3 separate regions of the Mus musculus genome follow, and regions 1 and 3 are each linked to region 2. The links are chromatin contacts, called in public HiChIP or PLAC-seq maps. All regions are on one chromosome and are shown on one strand. Each heading gives the region's core, a stretch centred on a gene start, on an enhancer-like site or on the middle of the called end of the contact. The rest is flanking DNA. Distances are from core to core; before and after follow the strand shown. Region 1 overlaps Hormad2 (HORMA domain containing 2). Region 2 overlaps Lif (leukemia inhibitory factor). Region 3 has its middle 23 kb from the start of Hormad2.

Region 1 (4,496 bases), core at 749-3,248, 130 kb before region 2:
ATATATAGATAGACTCTGTCATTTCTGTCTTTTGCTGGACTGTCAAGAATGTGATCTCATTATTGTGTATTTTTCCTTTCCACTGCTGTATTCTACTCAGTTTTGTTTGTTCAGGGGTTTGTTTTGTTTTGTTGTTGAGACAGTTTCACTATGTAGCTCTGACTGGCCTGGAACTTGTTCTATAGACAAGGCTGGGCTAGAACTCATGGAAATCTGCCTGCTTTGCCCTCCTCCTGTACTGGAGTTAACTCTGTGTACATTAGATTGACCCTTATTTTCCTTTGAGACAGAATCTGTGTTGCCTAAACTAATCTTAGGTTTCTGACTTCAAGTGATCCTGGTCTATGGGGACATGCTTCAGTCTCTCATGTCACTGAAAGGTCGCTCCTGTCTAGATATTGTAGTCTGGCTGGCCTAGAACTCATAAAGAGCCACAAAGCTCTACCTCCACATCTATACGCACACTTACTGGTACATGCAAATGAGTGTCTACAGGGAAAATAGTAGTTTTAGATTTGTTTTAATCACTGCTCTATTACTATTACGAGATACCATGATGTGTCTCTGTGACGAGACAGCTTATAAAAGCAAACATTTAATTGAGGGCTTGTTTACAGTTTTAGAAGGTTAGTTCATTATCATCATGTCAGGGAAGATGGCGGCATACAGGCAGGCACTGGAACAGTCTCTGAGAGCTATATCCTGATCCATAAGTAGAGAGGACTCTAGACTTGGCATGGGGTTTTAAAACCTCAAAGCCCACTCCAACTTCTTCCAAGAAGGCCATACCTACTCCAACAAAGCCACACCTCCTAATTGATCTAATTCTTCTCAAATAGTGCTAGTTCCTGATGACTAAGCATTCAAATATATGAGCCTATGGGCTCTTATTCAAACCACCACAGGTTTACACATTTTCAACTTTGTTAGAAAGGACAAAATAGTTTTCCAAAGAACTATACCCATATTTATTATACCAACAGTGGAAGACAGACCTCATATTCTGTAAGCACTTATTATTGCAGAGTTCATGTTTTCAGTGTCTGCTTGGTATGCTAGCACCTCATCATTTTAGCGTATTTCTTATTGTTGATGCTTGAGCATTTTTTCATTAGTCATTCTGGTTTTCTGGTGCATTGAATTATCTTTCTTTATTCATATAAAAATATTCTGGGGCTAGAAAAATAGCTCAGTGGTAACAATTTATACTGCTCTTCCAGAGTCCTTGAATTCAGTCCCTAGCACCCATGTCAGGGGGGATCATGATTGCCTGTAACTCCAGCTCCAGAGGGACCTATTGTCTAGCCTCTGAGGGCACCTGTATTGTGTGTACAGCAGACAGACAGACATATATGCACAATGTACAAAATTAAAAGAAAAAATATTCTGATAATCATTCTTTTTTACTTATTTATGTTACAGTAATTTGTCTGTTTTTGTGGCTTGTCTTATCTTCTTTAAGTGGTCTTTTGGTAAAGAAAGGCTGTTCATTTAATGTAGTCTAATCTTTTATTCTGACATTCTTAAGAAATTATCTACTTAAATATACATATATACACTTTAAACTCTCACCTTTCTTACTCTCTAGCCCTCCTTCTCTCTTTCTCTTATCCCCTCTCTCCACATGGCCATGGCCGGCCTCTCTCCCTTTTTCTACCTTCTCTCTTTCCCCCTGCCTTTCTACAATAAAGCTCTAAAACCATAGACTGTCTCTCTGCTCATCAAGGCCCACCATGCTTGAACGATGAGATAGGCTTTCCTCTAACAAGCCCCCGTCTAACCTCCTACTGAAAGGCCTTCCTGTGCCACCAACTGGACTAAGGACTCTCGCCTGTGTGGGAACCACACAGCACCTCCCTCTCTCCCCACCCTCTCCTCCCTTTGGCCCTGGACTGAGCCATCCCCCGGGGTTGGGGGTGGGGGCATTCTGTTCTCAGGTCTTCCCTGTGTCCAGTGGTGTCTGGGATGCCCGAGGCTGAGAACCTGTTATCTAGAACTGCCTCTTGTCCACCACCTGCCTAGCTGGGGAATTCCAAGAATGTGAGCACAGTACACATGGAACCAGCTGAAGTTGCCTCAGAAAGCAATGGTTGTGTGGCATGCTAGCTAAGAACAGAGAGATGTGTTGAAGTTCACCACATAGAATAATTTCTCTTGTGAGCTCTATTTAAAACTCAAGACCATCAGAGTTACAGATCCTTGCTGGCACAACTCCAGGTTGAATTCTGTACCATCAGCTATTCAAGGACTCCATTAGAATACCAATTGCTTCCTCAAATATGTAACCTTTGCCTGATGAAAGTTCCCTTGCTCTGAACATAATGGAGTATCACTTGGAAGTGACAACTTACATATTCAATAAAAATGAGGTCTTTTTTATTAAAAATACACACACACACACACATATATATACATATATACTATCTACCTCATACCATAAATGAAATAATCTCTGTGTGTTTGTGTGTGTGTGTGTGTGTGTGTGTGTGAGATTTCATTTATGGTATGAGGTAGCTCAGACCCCTTTACAGTTTTATGTCTAATTATTTTATGCATGCAGACAAATAAATAACTTAGTGATACAGCTCAGTAAACAGACACAAACCAAACAGTAGGGACGGCTGGGACATGGGTCAGGCAAGCAAGATGCCCAGGGGAGAGAGTGAGAGCCTCCTTAAGTTGTTCTCCCTGGGTTCTTGCTTGTCTCAACACATCTTGGCCCTGCTGAATAGTCTGACAAAAGCATCAATCAGATCAAGAGGTGGGATACTACCAGCTGCTTAGAAACATAGTTTTAACCTCACAGTTCATACTCCAGTTAGCAAGAGCATTGGCATCCTTCCTTCTGTTAGCATGCATTTTTTGTTCATGCTGTCGCTGGTATCCATTTGGATGTGCTCTGACTTGGGGTCACTAGGACAGGCACTGCTAAGACTTCTGGTGCTCGGTGCTCGGTCAGGACATATTGACGGTGGGAATCAGGTTGGAAGGAGTGGACAGCTGAGTCAAAGGGCATGCATGCAGTTAGCCCGGCTAGGTACAGCTTCCCAAGCGCTTGTGCCGAGGTCCACACAGCTGCTTTGCATCTTCATCCACTTTGGCGATTTCTATCATTTTTATCAGGTATATTTTGTATGCTGAGCATATTTCATCTTGTTAGGGATAAGCATTCTAGTGGGTGGCAGTGATGAGTTGTTGTGGTTTTCATTTTTGTTTCCCTTCTGAATAGTGAAAGTCAGCACACTTGTCTGACTCACTGATGTGTAGGAATTCTACAGATACATTCTGTAGAGAAGTAATCCTCCAAAACAAGTGTATAGTAAATATCTTAACTTCATAAATGTCCTTTTCACTGTTTTATAGAGATATTTTATGAACAGTTCTTTTTTTTTAGAGGAATATAAAACAATTTCTTGACTGCTGTTCACCATTATTTACAACAAAGTATACAATATGCAGTTGAATAGCATTTGGTAATATGAAATGATTTTCTTGGTGTCTATTGAATCAGTAATCAAGAACTGGAAAGGAATGAGTCAGGGTAAAGAAAAAATGTACAGGTCAATAATTTATACCAAAATTTTGAACAGAAGTTTCTAATTTTAGAAGAATTCAACTTGTTAGTCTTTTCAAGCGACATTCAGCAGAATGAAAAGTATTTAGAATACTTCTTAAGAAACGTTTGTTAAGGACCCTTCGTTAGACAAGGGTTCAGTGCCCTTTTTGGGCTCTGTGGGCACTACACACACATACACAGAAAAATAATTTTTAAATACTTAAAGAAAAGAAATTCTAGTCTACTCCAGAGCTTACAGAGGCATACTCTGTGTCCTTCTCTAAAGGGACAGTAACCTAGCAGTAACCACAGGGAAAGAAGTTTTGTTTAATTATGGTGGAGTGTGCACATATGAGACACTGGCTTCAGTTTGCCTTAGTGCTGGGATAGGAGTGAAGGGAAACAGAAACAAAGATCACCATAAATATATATATATACATACACACACATGTATATACACATATACACATATGCATGTGAACATATGAGTACCTGGCCTTTTTCTCAGTCACTTTTGGCTATACTTGGAGTTATTTATGATGCTTTCACAGATTGGGAATCTATTATGTTTCTGTAGTTGTTTGCCTCTTTTCCATCTGGTGCTATTTATTTGAGTCCCTTTATTATTATATATGCCCCAAATCAGTATTTTTTAAAAAGTTAGGTTTTGATTGTGCTGTTCACATCTATTGCTTCTCTTTTCTTTTACTCATGGTTTCTTTTCTGTTTGTTTTCTCCCTGACCACACATTGATCTTCCCACCCATGTGCAGACGTGCATACCTATAGGGTCCTCACAGTACCATTGGTGTACAGATGTACACATCTGTCTTAGTCACTGTGAAGACACTGTGACCAAGGCAACTCTTGTAAAAAGAAAGCATTTAAATGGGGACTTGCTTACAGTTTCAGAGGTTTAGTCCATCTTGATGGGAGTATGG
Region 2 (4,391 bases), core at 806-3,305:
CCAATGCCTAAAAAGCTTTCCATCATTGGTATCTTCTCAGAAGGGTTAGCCATTGCCTCCAGGCAACAACCAAGATACACATTTGTGTACCAATTCATAGATGCAGAAACTCTGCTCTGCTTTCCATAATGAATCTCTCAGGGGGAGCCCAAGATTCAAACCCCAGAGCAAAGTACAGGAGATATTTAGGGGACCTACCAGACACATCTGTGTCTAACAGTTTGACCCCCATTGTTCCCCAAGGAATAGAGAAAGGGTGCTGTGGAGAAGGCATCTCTTTGTGGGAGGAAGCACTCCCTGAGAGCCATCGGTACCCCCCCCAAAAAAGCCTTGCAGAAATGCTGTCATGGCTGCTTAGTTAGCCCACTTAGGGCACAATGTCTCGTGTGATTCTGATAGGAGCCTCTGGACCAATGTTGATGCTGCTCCTGTGCCTGTGGACCCTTCCTGGGTGACGGAGCTCCAGACAGACGCCATTTCCAAATCCCTGAAACTCCACGCAGAGAGAACATGAGGGTTGGGAGCTGAGTGGGCCCACACCCATTGGGCTGGGGACTAGCTGGGGTCACCTCTCACTGGGAGGGGTGACCTCGACATTTTAGATTACTCTGGATATTCAGTTCCTCGCTCTGGGCTTCAGTTCTCTCCTCAGCTAACCGGGAACAAACTGGCTGTTGTGCTTAGTGAGATGTCACACCAGTACCCATGGAAGCCATCGGTCCCCTCTCTTAGTGGCACCTCATATTCTAAACACCACTCACTGTTATTTCTGGGCCCAAATACCACCCTCCTACCCCTCCTGGACCGATGGAGGAAATCTCATCTTCCAATCCTCCTATAGTCCCAACAGGAGGTTCCCCCACAAGCCCTCACCAAATCAATGCACTCCAGAAGGCTCAACAAGAATGAGTTCTTTATTATTTCATTTTTTCTTTAAAAAAAAAAGACACTCCTTCAGTATAAAAAATAAATATTTTAAATATGACATTGAATAAATAAAAATAATCTGTCAGTATGAAACATTCCCACAGGGTACATTCATCAAAGAGGAATTTGTCACCCAAGGCCAAGTCCCTTCCAAAGGAAAGGAAAGAGGGAGAGCAGCAGTGCAAAGGAGAGGCTGGGCTGGGACTGGGGAGTCATCCGAATGCAGACAGCCATATCATTTCCCTTCTGAAGCCGCTACCATGCAAGACTCCGGGGTCCTGGCCCACATACCATGTCTGCTCCAGAGAGCAGGCAAAGCAGAGCTGGGTTGCTTGAGTCGGGATCAAGGACACAGAAATAGACAAGAGTGGGGGGAGGGGGGCAGACCAGTAAACTCTCAGTGCTTTCAGGTTTGAAGTTTTAAATAATAAATAAAGGCCCCTTTGCTTCTCTCTGGATAAACTGCAAAATGCCCCATCCCTTTTTCTCTGGTCCAGACACACTACCTACTATGCTCGGTGGAAGTCAATGCTTCCAGGTGAAAGATGTCAGGTGAGCAACTACCTGCCCCTAAAGTCTGTTTTCCCCAAAGGCTCAATGGTTCTGGGATGCTGGGCAACTGATGGAGTAAGACGCAGGTAGGTGGTTGCGTTGGGGGGACGGGGGCGTGCACGGAGAGAGTCCATTGGTCCCTGAGCCTTCAAAGCTGCCAGGTGGGCGGAGCCCAGAGAGTCCAAGTCCATACAAATGTGAAGTGATGACAAAGCCCAACAGGCCCCAGGCTGTGGCATCATCTTGGCTTTTAGACAAATTGACTCTCAGCTTGGAGAAGGGCAGCCAGTCCTGAGATGAGCCTGACGCAGCAACAGGAGTACGGTGGAGTAACTTTGTCGCTGACACGCGTGGCCCCCACCATAGTCTCCTTGCTGCATCTATGGTTCCAGGCCTTTCCTAAGCCAGAGCTCCAGGGCCTGTCCACCTGCCGTCCAGGTAAAGTGCTTAGAGAGTGACAGAGAAAGGTGCAAAACCGCGTGAAGCAGAATCCCACTGCTGAACTGCTAAGGACCGCCCTGTTCAGAGCCTGAGAGGCAGGCAGCTAGCTCTGTAGTCAGCCACTGCCCCAGCTTGGCTGCCTTCCTCCCTACCCTGCTCCCAGATCGAGGGCGTTCCTCTGCTTGCCTGGCCTCAGCACAAAGGAGAGATCAGATCGGATTCCCTGCCTGGGAGCCCAGACATGGGCGGGAGTGGGAAGGCAGCGATGAAGCAAGGACCACAGCTTCCTGGTCTGTGTCCCAGGCGTCTCGGGCCTTGATCTCCCCTTCTCTGGCGCACTGGGCAGCTGTTCAGGCCCAGTTCAGGGCCTGCACTGCTCCAACCTCCTGTATTCACCCTCTGTGGGTGTTCGGGCCACCCGAGGAGCTTCCATGCTGGTCGAAAGCACGCTGGGTGCCGGGTCAGGATGTTTCAGCACTCCTCAGCTACGATTTGAGGAAGGAATCAGTTTTGCCCAAGGTTCCAGAGCCATTCACTTCATTATGAATGGTGCACCGCATAGCAGGAATCTAGGGGGTGCCAGAGAGCTCAGTGGGACAAAACAACAAGAAACTGTTCCACCCCCTTGGAGACCAGAGGGAGAAGGGGGGGGGGCGGGGAGAGAGAGAGAGAGACAGAGACAGAGAGAGACAAAGAGACAGAGACACAGAGACAGACAGAGACAGACTCGGAGAGACAGAGACAGAAGCAGAGAGACAAACTGGCCCAGCTTTTTCTGGGGGACCCTGACACCCTAAAAGTGAGTCACAGTGGGAGACAGAGGAGCTAGCCAGCTCTCTGATTTGACCCATGAGCTGCACCTGTAACAATCATGTGCCTCCAGACCAGGCCCCACTAGGTGGAGAGTCTCGGCCCCAGCTCCCATGGAAGGAGCCTCATACCATTTCGGGGAATTAACTTTGCCATTTAAAGCACCAATAAGTTAATATAAATAGGACATAGTAATAAATAGACAGCTGTGCTGGATCAAACACAGCACTCTGGGCCTCATCTTCCCTGAGACCCTGACCTCAAGTTCTGCTTCTCCATGCTCCAGGGACCCAAGACAGCCCTCTGGTCCCCTTCAAGTACCTTTGCGACCTCCGGGGCCTCAGACCCGACATTCTACTTTATGCTACCTGTCTGTCTGCTCAAGATCACCTGTTCTCAGGGGTTGAGAAGCAGATGAGAGCTGCAGTCGGCTACTGCCTCAGCAATGGCTGGCTGCCTTGCTCCTTCCCTGACTCCTAGACAGTTAGAGGTCCTTCCCCGGGAGGACTCTGGGAACCTGCCTTTGCAGCCTGCCTCTTCCTGCCTGCACACACCTCACCTCTAGGTCCAGCTGGCAGACCCCAACCACGCCAGGCTGTGGGGGGAACTGCATAGAAGCTAACCGAGTTCGTCAGGCTTTGACAACTGGAAGCTGGCCGCTGTGCTTCTGTGGGAGCCTGAACACTGGTGACCTAGACTCTTCCATCTGACAGTCTCTAAGCCTGAACTCTCTCATCCAACTCAAGAGAAGACACATTCCATCATTCCACCCCAGGGTACCCTTCCACCCACAAAACTTATAAAATAAAATAAAATAAAATAAAATAAAATAAAATAAAAGGATTCCTTCTGGATCCCAGTCCCCTTAGCTCTCTCACATCCCAACCAAGCCTTCCAAAGTTTCTCTGAGAGACAGCAAAGGACCAGATGATGGTGACTCTGTAGGGGTCTAGGACACTTCCCAGCCCTTTGCTGTCTGCTGTAGACAACTTGTGCAGCTTGTTCATACACCCAGCAAGCAAGGGGCTGAGTGAGTGAGTGAGTGAGTGAGTGAGAGTGAGTGAGTGAGTGAGTGAGACAGAAATCTCTCAGACCAACACCCTCATTGCCATTTCTAGCTGGTGCTGGGCTGTATAGAAGCTCTGCCTATGGAAGTTTCAACTTTGCCAGATTCCATCATGGCCCAGCCCAGAGTGCAGTGAGTACCTGGAAATCCCTGGGGTCTGCCAGCAGCCCCGTTTTGCATTTAACAATGTCCCAAACCCCAGCACATTTTGAGCCCCCTCCCCACCTCCGGATCCTGCTCCTGAGGTCCCTCAGTCCATGGTACATTCAAGACCTCCTCTCTAGAAGGCCTGGACCACCACACTTATGACTTGCTTGTATGTCCCCAGAAGCTGGCAACCCAACTTTTTCCTTTGGAAGGCTTCTTTGTCAGAGTGGTCGGGGACAGGTGGCACATCCACGTGGCCCACACGGTACTTGTTGCACAGACGGCAAAGCACATTGCTGAGGAGGCCCCTCATGACGTCTATAGTAGCATTGAGCTTGACCTGGAGGCTCACGGCAGTGGGGTTCAGGACCTTCTGGTCCCGGGTGATATTGGTCAGGGAGGCGCTCAGGTATGCGACCATCCGATACAGCTCCACCAACTTGGTCTT
Region 3 (4,616 bases), core at 973-3,472, 190 kb before region 2:
TGTCATCATGTCTGGACTCCTGGCTCTGCTGCTAGGTGGTCTGACACACCAGAGTTTAGGAGCCTCTCCCTGGGAGACAATTTCTTCCTCAGCTGCTCCAGGCTTCAAACTTCCTTCCTGGATTGAAATTCCTGAGGAAATTCCACTCCCTGGGATCCATTGTTTTAAGAGTCTGGCAGCCAGAGGGAGGGCACAGTGTCTCCCTGGAGTGCCTCCTTCCACCCAGGATGGCACACAGGTTCATGTTGTAACCCTTGTCCCCATTCACTGTACAGGATCCCGTGACCTAGAAACACCGTTCCCATCCGCTCAGCAGCAACAGCATGCATTTGTTCACCTTTGACCTTCGCTACTCTGAGGCTACCACAGTTTGGAAATTTAGAACAGGGTTTTCTACCAGAGGAGCTGATATTGGGGTGTTACTAGGCTCCCCGCCCCTGAGGTCAGGGACCTCCTAGTCCTGTGGGTGGTTATTTTCTTTGCAGTGTGGTCCTTTTGCTTCAGAGACGGTATGAAGGGATCTCCCCCAAGGCAAAATCACCTCTCCTAAAATCCTTTTAGAAACCAAAGCCTTCTCTGTGCCAGGGCTTTTAAGGGTTCAGTGGGTTAGGCGAGGCCAGCTCAGGATGGCTGCTTTTGTGGTGTGGCAGGGTGGGGTGTTTTCTTGTTTCATTTATGGAAAGCATGTATTTTATTTTCCACTTAAATTACAAACTAACTGGGTGTGGTGGTACACACATTTAATTCCAGCACTTGCGAGGCAGAAGCTATTGGATCTCTGTGAGTTCAAGACCGGCCAAATCTTCAAAGAAAGTTCCAGAACAGACAAGGTGACACAGTGAGCCTTTATTTATCTCAAAATAAATAAAATATTAAAACTGCCAACCAGACTGGGCAGCTTGTGTCTCAGTGGTAGAGTTTTTTGGGGGGGGTAGGTGGGAGGTGGTGTTTCAAGATAGGGTTTCTCTGTGTAGCCCTGGTTGTCCTGGAACTCACTCTGTAGACCAGGCTGGCCTCAAACTCAGAAATCCACCTGCCTCTGCCTCCCAAGTGCTGGGATTAAAGGTGTGTGCCATCACTATCCAGCAGTGGTAGAGTTCTTGTCTATCATACATAAGACCCCAGCCCTGAGAGAGACAAAAATACAAACCAAATCAAACCAAGCCTGTCCAGTCTCTGCTGGCCTGTGTAACGCAGCTGCCTGGTAAAGCATCCACAAATCCTGTGCACACCCCAGGAAGGGCATGCATGGATCATCAGGAGATGCCCCTCGCTGGACAGCACTCACCCTGTACACAGAGGACCCATTGCTGTCCTATGCTCTAACATTCTTTTGTATGCTTCAGGACTCTTTTAATCGGAAGTTATGAAAAACAGTGTTTCTGGACTAAGCAATAGTCACATTTTAATTTTTTTCAAATGCACATATATTTTTGTAAAAGAAGAAAACTTTCTGGTGACTTAATGTCTCTCTGAACTTTCTAGGCTTGGCTTGGCTTAGTGCTAGTACATCTGCAAGGTGCTCAGATCAAGCCCCAGCACCTAAAAAAAGAAGCTTTGAACTGTGAATAATTTCCTGCAGTCCTGGGGGCAGGGGTAGGAACCAAACTCATGGCCTTGACTGAGCATGCTCAGCAAGTATTGCACCCCCAACCATACTCCCAGCTCACACCGCTCCCTTTGGAAGCCCATACTTAGTGATGGAGGTCTCACCCAGGCCAGAGTAGCCTCAAACTCACTCTGTAGCTCAAGATGACCTTGAACACCTGATCCGGCATCACTGCCTCCCTAATGCAGGAGTCACAGAGAAAAGTCTCCATGCCCTAAGAAAAACCGATGTGTCTGTCTGGAGTGCCTCTGCACAGGGGATTTGCTGCTTCCTCTGTTGATTTACACAGTCATTTATTAAAGTCAAAATAGATGCCTGTGGTGTTTACTTCATACCTGGGTTGCCATTCAGGACTGATGCGCTGACACTGCCAGTCTTTCAGAGATGGATGATCCTGTCTTTACATATAATCATCTCCTTAATAGCCCTGTGTCATACCATCTTTTCTAATTCTAAGAACAAATTTACATCCTACTTCATTTTTGTTGCTCAAATGAGTCCATTTTTGACATTGGCTTTTGTGGTGGTTTGAATGAAAATGGTGCTGATAGGCTCAGAGGGAGTGGCACTATTTGACAGGATTAGGAGACAAAGCCTTGTTGGAGTGGGTGTGGCCTTGTTTGGGGTGGGTGTGGCCACTGAGGGGTGGGCTTTGAGGTTCCAGAGGCCCAGGCCAGGCCCAGTGTCTCATTCTCCTCCTGCTGTCTGCCGATCCAGACATAGAACTCAACTATCTCTCCAGCATCATGTCTGCCTTCATCCTGCCATGTTTCCCACATGACAATAAGGACTAACCCCTCTGAAACTGTAAGCTGGCCCCAATTAAAGGTTTTCCTTTATAAGAGTTGCTGCGGTCATGGTGTCTCTTCCCAGCAATAGAAACCCTGACTAAGACAGCATGCTTTTGGTGAACCCCTCTGCCCATAAAAACCATCTTCATGGGTTTTCTTATTGGTAATGTCATCATTTTGGTTTTTAAGAAATCTGTGCTTTCTCCTCTATAGGGACCCCACCCTCATCACTGTATGCAGTCATGTGTGGCATAAGGACATCCTGGGCAATGGCAGACAGAGTGTGTCAGTGGTCCCAGGGAATTAGGATGGAACTGAAATTTTCCTATTGCCTAATTATATCATGGTCATCATACCATCACTGTACAATGCATTAGTCAACTGTTTGGGCTGGTGCTGCTGTCAACAGACCTGCTGTGCCACAATGGTACATGCAGATCTATGCAGTGCGGAGTGTTCCTGGGGCTGGCTTACTGTTCACACCCTGTGGGTGGCACACCCAGGGCTTCCCATGTGCTAGGCAAGCTCTCTCCCACTGAACTGCATCTCCAGCACACACACCTCTCTTTTTTCATATTAAATCAGGTCTCACTAAGTTGCCCAGGCTAGACTCGAACCTGTAATCTCCCTGCTTTAGTTTCTTGAGTCGCTGAGACTGCAGGCGTGTGCCACTATAGTCAGCTGGGATTACTTTTTCTTATAGTTTTTAAAAATAACTGCATGTTGGAGTTATGAATTTCTTCCTTCCTTTGTTTTTGTTGTTGGCGTTTTGTTTTGTTTTGTTTTGTTTTGTTTTGTTTTGTTTTGTTTCTTCTTGAGCTCTGACTTTCCTGGAACTTGCTCTGTAGACTGGGTTGGCCTTGAACTCAGAGATAGGCTTGCCTCTGCCTCCTGAATGCTAGATGTGCGTGTTGCAGCTCTGCAGGGAAAGGCTTCCCCTACAGAAGTGTCACAGCTTTGCTTCAGCTGCAGCACAGCAAAAGCTCTGCTCAAGTGTTGCCACTTTACTCAGAGAGCTATCCTGGCAGTCAGGAGCCAAGGACTACCACAAAGTCACACCACACAACAAACCTCACACAAGAGACTTACTGGGAGGGGAAAACCCAGGAGGGCGGCTGCCTCTGTTCTTGTGAGAAGCAGCAGGGAGCTGAGCAAAGAGAAAGGTTTATGTGAGATTTCTTGGGGGTGGGGGTGGGAGTGGGGGGTGGAGCTTTCCAGGGTGAGGATTGGTGGAATTTCAAGTCCTGAGTTGGGTGAGCTTAGAATTAGTCGGGTTTTGAGTTCAGGGATTGGTGGGTTTCTGTGACAAGCTCAGGGGTTGGTAGAATTCTGTTTCTTAGCCCTGGTCTTGGGGTCAAGTCTAGGTCAGTGTGTTCTTTCCTTGGTCTTTTTATCCTACACCGGGTGCTACCACTACCAGGCTGAATTATAAACTTCCAGTTAAACACACAGACCATCCCAGCTTACATTGGTTTGACATTTTCAGCTTTAGGATGACGGTGTGAAAATGATGCCCACTGAGTAACAACTGCTCTCTTCTGAATGTTACTATGGGCTAGTGATGTACAGAATGCTCATCTCAGCCACTCCGAGGTATTTTACCTAGGTCCCAGGCATCTTTACCTTTGTGAGAGAAAGCAACCATGCATAAAATAGGTTTGCTGAGACACAGCCCCACCGTAAGAGGAGGAGCATCTTCATGCACTAAAAACCGCTGTCTTTGTTGCTTACAAAGCTGTATCATTCCTTCAGACCTCCCATTCTAAACTCTGTTCTGCCACGCAAAACTCTCTGTTGGGCTGGCTTCCTAATCAGGAAGAAAAACAGGGAGCACTAGACAGACTAGGGAGCACTAGAAGACACAGTGTGAATAGGAGTGCTCACCCCTGTTTTCCGTGGTGCTCCAGCCAGTTCCCATGAAGACAGTACTTGGTGGCAGTTTTCAGCCCCCTGTGGCCATCCTAATACAGGTCAGGTTCTACCTGATGAAGTTAGAATAATGGCCTTCCAATGGTGAACAGTTCCTAATCCTTCAAACCCTTTGAATATGCTGTTTTCTAACTCAAATGGGACTGCAGAGATGATTACAGTGAGCAGTCAGAGATGGGAAACTGTCTTGACCAACCTCACTGTGTCCTTAACATAGATGATGTGTAGAGGGGCCAGGGTCAGAGAGGTGCGATATGCCAGGACTCATTAGGCCAGCATTGGAGATG

What was found. HiChIP or PLAC-seq counts read pairs in DNA pulled down with a chosen protein or histone mark.
Region 1: a contact with region 2 is called in an H3K27ac HiChIP or PLAC-seq map of extraembryonic endoderm stem cells. The contact joins two enhancer-like sites. A contact is called at or near these places in 6 of 39 promoter capture datasets (the SN4741 cell line, embryonic stem cells, fetal liver and 3 more), 2 of 15 datasets of contacts at CTCF or cohesin (CD8 T cells and the NIH/3T3 cell line), 14 of 484 Hi-C or Micro-C datasets (8-cell embryo, the CH12 cell line, the G1E-ER4 cell line and 10 more), 29 of 115 datasets of contacts at active chromatin or transcription factors (the 230-238 cell line, CD8 T cells, the HPC-7 cell line and 19 more) and 5 of 9 other capture datasets (adipose tissue, bone marrow-derived macrophages, liver and 2 more).
Region 3: a contact with region 2 is called in an H3K27ac HiChIP or PLAC-seq map of embryonic stem cells, with 7 read pairs. The contact joins two enhancer-like sites. A contact is called at or near these places in 8 of 39 promoter capture datasets (the C10 cell line, the HPC-7 cell line, cranial neural crest and 5 more), 2 of 15 datasets of contacts at CTCF or cohesin (both in embryonic stem cells), 7 of 484 Hi-C or Micro-C datasets (LSK cells, bone marrow-derived macrophages, embryonic stem cells and 2 more), 15 of 115 datasets of contacts at active chromatin or transcription factors (the 230-238 cell line, the HPC-7 cell line, embryonic basal ganglia and 8 more) and 2 of 9 other capture datasets (liver and macrophages).

What each region holds. Positions count from the first base shown.
Region 1 is chr11:4,401,948-4,406,443 of GRCm38.p6, reverse strand. All of the region lies in intron 10 of Hormad2 (HORMA domain containing 2), which reads left to right. Among named protein-coding and RNA genes, the nearest start is that of Hormad2, 37 kb to the left of the region's middle. Within about 2 kb of position 1,998, at least 25 of the 459 cell types and tissues checked have an H3K27ac peak or open chromatin away from gene starts, as enhancers often do. A contact at or near this core is called in extraembryonic endoderm stem cells, where this site is marked.
Region 2 is chr11:4,269,020-4,273,410 of GRCm38.p6, reverse strand. Lif (leukemia inhibitory factor) reads right to left here. Exons shown (of 4, transcript NM_008501.2): 4 at 897-4,391. The coding sequence ends at 4,077. Among named protein-coding and RNA genes, the nearest start is that of Lif, 14 kb to the right of the region's middle. Within about 2 kb of position 2,055, at least 77 of the 459 cell types and tissues checked have an H3K27ac peak or open chromatin away from gene starts, as enhancers often do. A contact at or near this core is called in embryonic stem cells and extraembryonic endoderm stem cells, where this site is marked.
Region 3 is chr11:4,461,982-4,466,597 of GRCm38.p6, reverse strand. No RefSeq gene overlaps it. Among named protein-coding and RNA genes, the nearest start is that of Hormad2, 23 kb to the right of the region's middle. Within about 2 kb of position 2,222, at least 5 of the 459 cell types and tissues checked have an H3K27ac peak or open chromatin away from gene starts, as enhancers often do. A contact at or near this core is called in embryonic stem cells, where this site is marked.